Regions from separate parts of the Neogale vison genome. Here region 1 is linked to region 2. Evidence: chromatin contacts called from public Hi-C data. All regions are on one chromosome and are shown on one strand. The core of a region is the stretch at or near the end of the contact, and the rest is flanking DNA. Distances in the headings are between cores, read along the strand shown. Region 1 holds the start of ZNF639 (zinc finger protein 639). Region 2 holds the start of PIK3CA (phosphatidylinositol 4,5-bisphosphate 3-kinase catalytic subunit alpha isoform).

Region 1 (3,818 bases), core at 489-2,988, 170 kb before region 2:
GAAAGGAAACCAAGCACGGCACTAAAAATTAATCTTTCAAGCTGGCCTGGATTCAGGCTGTCAGGTGAGAGGAATAGGATCACCTTGATCAGGAAAGGTCTGACTCCCACCCTTTCAGCATGATGCTAAGATGCCTTCTCAAGACCAGAAATGCTAACATCTTTCATTTCAGCAAATATTCTTATGTGCTTTTTGTATACATAACTGCGCTGATGAAGAAGTATGGTTTTTTACTCAAAGATGTCTTATCAACCTCCTCACTAAGTCTTCCTCTCATGGGGAAGATTTTGAGTCACCTTCTCATTCACTCTCTTCCCCATTTAACAAACAACCCATGTAATACATGTCACAGCAGGTTATAAGTTAATTTAAATTAATTAAATCACTTTGAATCTATTCACCCAGGAAAAACATTGTTAACATTTTGGTATACACACATCTAGACATTTTCCTAGGCTAAGGTATACATATGTATGTTCTACATTTACAAAAATGATACCATGCCACACGAAACATTTTTTTTTAAAGCAACTTACAAAATACCTATCAGCATCTCTCCACCTGTCATTTTTTTCAAGAATGTCTGTACAAAATGCCATTTAACACGCAATCAGTACCTATATCAAACAGATCGATATCGAAGGCCTTTCATCTAATATAAATACTCTCTAACTGGTATAAAAATAAGGCAAGTATTCACAATCAAAAGCTCTATTTTTACAAGGTTTTAAAAGCAAGTTTTTTTCATCCTCCTTTCAGAATAAGTACATATTCTCCAGATTTTAAAAGAACTGAAACACAAAAATGGTTCAGTGGAGTTTTTAAACTAGAACGCACGGTACGTCCAACTTGAGTCACCAGTCTTTGCCCAAATTTTTACCTCTTCGCGAAGAGGTAATTGAAATTATTTCAAATTACTCGCGTCGTAGGTTGTACTGAAAAAGAAAAGCTAAAGGGGTGTAGGGGCACCCGAAGGGGGGGGGGCAGGCCACTGGCCCGAGATGAGAGCGCCAGGCTGCATTCGGACGCGGAGGCTTGCGGGCGAACAAGGGATTCGCAGCCAGAGTCCCGAAGCCGCTCCGCACCGCGGGGGGCCAGCCTGGCACCGACCGGCTTCGGGAGCCCAGGCGCCACCGGACACGCCGGTCAGAGGGGCCGCGCAGGAGACCCCCGGACCTAGCCGCCTCCACGCCCGCGCCACGCGCCGGGCCCAGCAGGGCCAGGCGACCAGCGGGGACTCCTAAACCCCGACCCCAAAAGCGCCATAAAGAAAACAGCAGCAGGGGGCCGAGCGTCCTCCGCGGGGGGTGGAACTGCCTCCAGGATGGGGGAGGGGCCGCCATCCCGTCTTAAAACGGAGGCAGGGTTTCGTTTAAAAAGACGTCGGTCGCGGGGTCTTCCTGCCCTCTCCTCTGGGAGGCTGCGTCCGCACGCCGCCGGCCCGCTCCTCCTCACACTCACCAGGACTCCGGGGCCCGCCCAGGCGCAGCTCCGAGGCGGCGGCGGTAGCCGAAGCGCCCGAGTGCGGGCGGAGCGGCCGCGCGGCCCTGCCGGCGGGCGGCGCCGCTGTGGCCCTCGCGCTCTCGGGCGCTCCCCCGGGCCGGCCCTTCTCCCTCCCGCGCGCCTCACGCCCTGCCCGCCAGGCGCCAAGCCCCAGGCCCCAGCTCGGCGGCCGCACTCACCACCTCGCTCCGCGCCTGCGCCGCGCACCTCAGAGGCCCGCCGACTGGGCGGGGAGGTGACGAGGTGAGGGTGGGGGGGCCTGGGGATCGGGCGGTGCAGCCGCGCCGCACACCAGACCTGGGAGGGACCACCGGCCTTTAGCCCCCGGGGGTGGCCTGGCAGCCCGCGCCCCCTGCCGGCACTCCTGTGCCGCCGCAGGGTTCTTCCGGGCTGGGTACCGCCCCTCCGGAGCCTAGCGGGTGATTCCACTCCCTGGAACTGCTCCCCGCAAGGCCGCCGAGGGAACTTCCCTGCCACAGGCTCCCGAGCTTTTCCTCCCGCCTCCAGAGAAGTGGGAGAAGCGCGGCGAGCTAGTGGCCTCTTTCCCACCTGGCTCCTCCAGGGGGCGTGCGAGAGCGGTCTTACACGAGTTAGGCAAGGCAAATGGCATTTCAGCCCCCAGAGCGCCGGCTGCTTGCTGGGGACGCAGAGGGCGACGGCCTTGCCAAGGTTGTACCGCGTCCCCCACGAAAGAACTACGCAGGGGTAGGAGGCTGAGAATTTTGAAGATCGCTGTCGTTATTAGACTTCAGGCCGATTCCTTGATTCAAGAAATCCCCGTGGAATGAATGTAAAATTTTAGAGGATTGGATTAGATTATTTAATTCCTTTTCGGATTTAGAGCTCCTAGGAGCAGACGTGGAAAGGATTAAATTGAACAAGCATAAATAAACCTGTGAACACGGTTTCAAAGATGAACATCTCTGTACAAGGGGGGCCCGTCATATGTTTAATTTTTGATAGTAAGTTGAAGTTGTCGGTCCCAATTTACAAATTAGAAAAGCGAGGGTCTCAAGGCTAGGTCTGATTCATTTTTGTAACCTCAGCACCCGGGCTTCAAATAATTGTTAAGTAGATGAATGGGGCCCCTATTATACGCGCTCAAGGTCACTCGGAGAGTTAGGGCTGCAGTCCATGTCTTTTCATCCACATCCACTGTGCTTTTTCTGATTACCACATGTTACCCAACCAACCAAACCCTGGAGAATAATCATCCCAGACCTTACTCCCATTCCTTCACCTTTATTCCGGAAGATGAAGCCGTATTTTAAAGAGACACCCGGTTTCCGATGCTCAACTTTTTAGGACCTCGACTACTCTGTGTGTGTGTGTGTGTGTGTGTGTGTGTGTGTGTACTCAGCCCAAATAAGTGAGTTTACGAATGCTGGCTGGCATGGCCTGAATAAAGTACGAAGAGATTTAGTGGTATCTTTTAATCCTCATATAGTTCGTACCGCTACCGGGTAGGGAATGGACACGTGTTTGCTGGACTTACGTAAACAGTATTCAAGGTTCCGTCCTCTCGGCTGGTTGGGCTGTTTCCCGAGGTGACATATTAGAAGCCACAAGGGGGGGGTATGGGACCATTTTCAGTTACTGTTTCGCTCATGCGTTGCCTTGTGCCAAACAAAATCTTTACATTCTAGGCTGAAGTTTTATTTCAAAACATTCTGTAGTGAGAGCAAACAACACTACCAGCCCCCCAGCACATTACTTAAACAAACAAGCAAACAAACCCACATTATTTTCCCTTACCCAGAGAAGTAAATAGGAAGAGCATCACAATGTTGACTCGTCCTTTAGCATAATCACAAGTCAGAGGCTACTTGATGTTTTTTGATTAGCTGGAGTAAGTTTTCTAGTTTCATTTTTGCGTCCGCGTCCCCTTTCCTTTCCTTCCTCTTAATGGAGGGTGGTGGCTGCGAGGATGAAACCCTCAAATCTCAATAGAATACCGAGTTGTAGGGTTTGTTATCTTCTAATACAATTTTGACGGAAGGGGTATTAAATCCTCACTATTACTCCCAACTTTTTATCACATTTGTAGTATAGCTCAGTTTTTTTCCTGATTAGAAAAGGGATACGTCTTATCACTTAGTGGAAACAACAGCAAAGTATGAATAGCAAAAGAAAAAGTTACCATAATCCTACAACCCAGAGGTAATCAATGGTAACATTTCGCTCAGGGGCTGTACATGGTTATTATTTTTAAAAATCTTTATCCATCTAGAATTGGTTTTAAAAATTTGGATAGTATTATGTTATTCTGCAGCAGCTCCCCCCTCCCTTAATAAAGCCTGAATATACTTCATGCT
Region 2 (3,834 bases), core at 688-3,187:
TCAACTGAATATTGTTAATATTCATTTACTTTCTCGGTATTTCCTCCATGGAGTTATTACTATTAAGATGTGCTATCATTTCTTTCAACCACCTAGTTTGTGAAGAAAAGCACTCTATTTTACAGAGATGAAAAAATGCACAAGAAACTTTTGAAAAAAGTTATGGATGTCATTTTATTTAATTTTATCCCAAAACATGAGACAAGAAAACTTAAAAAACAAAACAAGCACCAACACACACACACACACACACACACACACACACACACCCTACTGGGCCCTCCTCAGATAATTTTGGTTGATGACACTGCAGAACAGTTAATCTGATAATTAAAATTTTCCATAACATGTGATGTTTATCTAGAGATCTATGCTGTCAACTAGAATTCAACACTTCAGTTAAAAAATCTTAAAACTTGAATACACAGACATACTAACAAATTCTTACACTGCAGTTGCTTCAAGGGCCTCTTAATAAAGACATAAAATATTGATTGATCCAATTTAAATTAGCAACATGGTATCTTAAGGTTTTTTCAGGTCTCTTCTCAACATCACACAATCCAGCATAAAAGCAAATTTGTAAGCAAATACCCCCCAAGAATCTATTATCTAAGGAGGAAAGCCTGCGACCAATACTGCCTGCAGTGGTTCAAATGTGGCCACTGAAATCATCCGACTTGAGTTACCAGCAGTTTATCTACCCAAGTTTTCGAGGGGTTCTCCGGGGCCTCACAAAATAGATTCAAAACATATCGCAAACCCGTGTGCCGAATGTGCACAAAGGCGCCGGAATGAGGAAGCTTTTTCTAAAACGAAATCACAACTCTAATTCATTAAAGAATATACGAGCTATTTTCCTCAAAGCCCCCCTCTTGTTGCGCTCCCTTACCCGTCGTAGAACTCGGTAAACAGTCCCTCATCTAAGAAATAGCTTTCGATTCCTGATTCCTAAGTCTGGGGACTAGCCACCATCACCACTATTCCTTTAGCATCCTAAAATAAACCCCTCAAGCCGCGGTCAAAACACAGGCTGAACGTCTGGTGTTTACATAGTCCAATGCTGGGCGTACCCTACCTTTCTGAACCACTTAGGAGCTATGAAACGGGCATCACATAATAGACTTAGTAAAGACACAAATCACGAGACAATGTCTAGGGTCTATGAATGAAAAATCCAATACGTTTGACTGTCTCGGTTAAAAGGAAAACAAAAAAACAAAACAAAAAAAACCAACAACAACAACCTAGAGAGGAAGGGTGGGAGGGGAACTGCGGGGTTGGGGGGAGCGGTTTTCCTTCCCTGCCCCAGCCGGGCGATTTAAACTCAGCGTGAGACAAACGCAGGGTCGTCCGGCTGGCAGGGCCGGAGTCCGGGGGCATGACAGCCCTTATGGAACAGCCCGCGGCTCCGGCGGGATCCCTCACGCCGCGGTGGTCGCGGCAGCCCGGCCACCCGCGGGCCCGGTGGGCGTGCAAGGGTGCGGGGCACCGAGCTACTGCCACCGGGGCGGCGGCCCTGGGTGCACTTCCTCAGATTCCAGCCACCCCATCTCCAAAAATGAGAGAGGAAGGAAACCAGGAGCGAGGAGGCGGCCAGGGGGAAAGGAGAGTACACGGCTAGCCCTCGCCTCTGCATCTGGGTGAGGCCAGCGGCAGGCGGGGAAGAGGGAGCGGCGATCATAGCCGAAGTCTGCAGCGGGCCGACCCTGAGAGACGACCCGTGGGGAGCCCCCGCCCAATACCACGGGCGCGCCGGAGAGGCCCCCACACCCACCCCATTCCCAGCCCGGCCGCGCCCGCTCCCGGCCAGTCCGCGCTCTACTCACGCTCGGGTCTCCTCCAGGCTCCGCGGCTCTAACCGCATCGGGTCCCAGCCCCGCGGGCGGCGGCGGCGGCGGCGGCGGCGGCGCCGAGGGAGAGGAGAGCGGGCGGCACGGCCCCCGCCTCCCGGCCCCTCTCCCCCGCCGCTCCGGAGCTGCCCGGCCGGGCCCGAGCCCTGCCTCGCCGGCGGCCCCAGCCCCAGCGGCCGCGGCAGCAGCAGCCCAAGACCTCAGCGGCCGCAGCGGCGGCACCGGAACTGCCGCTTTCTCCTTCTAGCTCCCTCTTCTCTCCAGCCCCCGCCACACGCCCCCGCCCCCGTCTCCTTTCTCTGTCACCCTGTTTTTTTTCCTTTTGTTTCCAGAATAAACTTTATTGGTCTCTTTTTCCGCTCACATCGTGTAAACAAACAACGAACTCTTCCCCACCCCCTCGACTCCCCCCCTCCTCGGGCAGAGGAGGGTAAGAACTGAGGAGGGGCTGAGCCTACAATACCCCGGAAGTAGAAGTGCAAAATAGGGGAAGTGAAATTGCTGAGCCCGGGAGGGGGAAGTGGGCAAATCGGGTAACAGTGTGGCAGTGCGCTTGCGCCTTGTTTTTCCGCCCGAAGTTCGTGTGGTGGAGGGGTGCTTTTCTGGAGCGGGTGTGTTTATGCTCCGTCTTTTGCAGCAGTGAGGATGTTGTGTCATCCTAGGACGGCATATGTGTTGTGTATCTGTTTCCACGGGCACTAGGCAGGCTAGGGTAGACATACAGGAGTATTGGGATCGAGTAAGTTCTTGCACTTATACGACCACAGAGGAAATGAGATTTCCTCTTGTGTGGGGGCGAGAGAAGGGGCCTTGGTGGTTCATCGCCGTTGTCAGTGGCGAACCCGAAATGGTTATGGATACTAGAAAGGAGGCACTTTAGGAAGCGCTGGTGCGCGTCATTCTGCCAATGTAAAGTTAAGTTATAGCCCAAATCGGAAGAGTAATACACTGCCACCCCCCTCTGCAATCCTGACTCACTCCGGGGAGTCCTTTTGCAATGTTTTTAAATTCAGATTTGAGTCAGCTTGTAGGATTCCGTTCTGACTTAAGACCTTTTTTCGCGTGGTGCCCACGGAGACTTCAGAAGAGCTCTCTTAGCTATAGATTAGATTCAAGCTTTCTGCCGTTTGCTACAGAATCCCACTCCCCCCACCCCTTTCCTTAAGAATAATGGGATCTGTTGCCTTTTGAGATCGCGGTTCTTATAAAGGTCCAGTGTTCTTCGCGTTTCTCCCCCTGGTGGTCTTTCATTGTATTGAAAAGGCTCGGAACGTGATTGAAGTCTGCAATAAAAGCCCTCAAACATCCGCTCTTTTTTGAATTTTTAGGTCTTGGAAGTGACCCACCGTAGAGAGGTTATAGTCCCATTTGTCATCCAAGGGCAAAAACCTGACCAATAACCAATTTTTGCTCTAACATCACACGTCCGTACGCAATCGTAAATGAGATTCATTCCTTTATGTTTTCATACTTTCATTTGACTATTTCTTGTTTTCTTTCTCCTTTCTTAAGGTCTGGTTTTCATCTCACATTCCAGAGGTATATGTTTCTAAATATTTCTCTTGAACCAGGATTTTTTCCCGGTAGTTTCAGGACATGATGTTATTTACTCCAGAGCAGGGAATTTAAGGGAGGGGGCAGGGGGACGGGGAGAGGAAGCAAACAACGTTGAGCCAGGAGTCAAAGTAAACCTTAAGGCAGCATTTCCAAAACTATGTTTCCAGGCACAGAGTTTTTTGAAATATTAATAGGTAGTCTTTGCTAGTCTTTGCTATATTTTTCCTTCTAAAATTTATGTTTAAATAAGAAAATGTAAATTATAATGTATAATTTTTGTTATGTGATGATCGGCACTGAAGAAATCATGTATCATAGCAGAAAATGGCATACCTGGTACTTGAATGCGTGATTATTCACTTTGCAGGAGTAGCATTTATAGCCCAGTTCTCAGTTGATGCATTTGATTTATTTGATGACCACT

The links. Hi-C and Micro-C count contacts between places; a contact is called where the count stands out from the background.
Region 1: a contact with region 2 is called in a Hi-C map of fibroblasts, with 5 times the contacts expected there. The contact joins the promoter of ZNF639 here to the promoter of PIK3CA in region 2. A contact is called at or near these places in 2 of 3 Hi-C or Micro-C datasets (fibroblasts and muscle).

What each region holds. Positions count from the first base shown.
Region 1 is chr6:102,719,200-102,723,017 of ASM_NN_V1, reverse strand. It overlaps ZNF639 (zinc finger protein 639), which reads right to left and starts at 1,738. Exons shown (of 6, transcript XM_044251825.1): 1 at 1,683-1,738.
Region 2 is chr6:102,546,634-102,550,467 of ASM_NN_V1, reverse strand. It overlaps PIK3CA (phosphatidylinositol 4,5-bisphosphate 3-kinase catalytic subunit alpha isoform), which reads right to left and starts at 1,937. Exons shown (of 21, transcript XM_044251823.1): 1 at 1,830-1,937.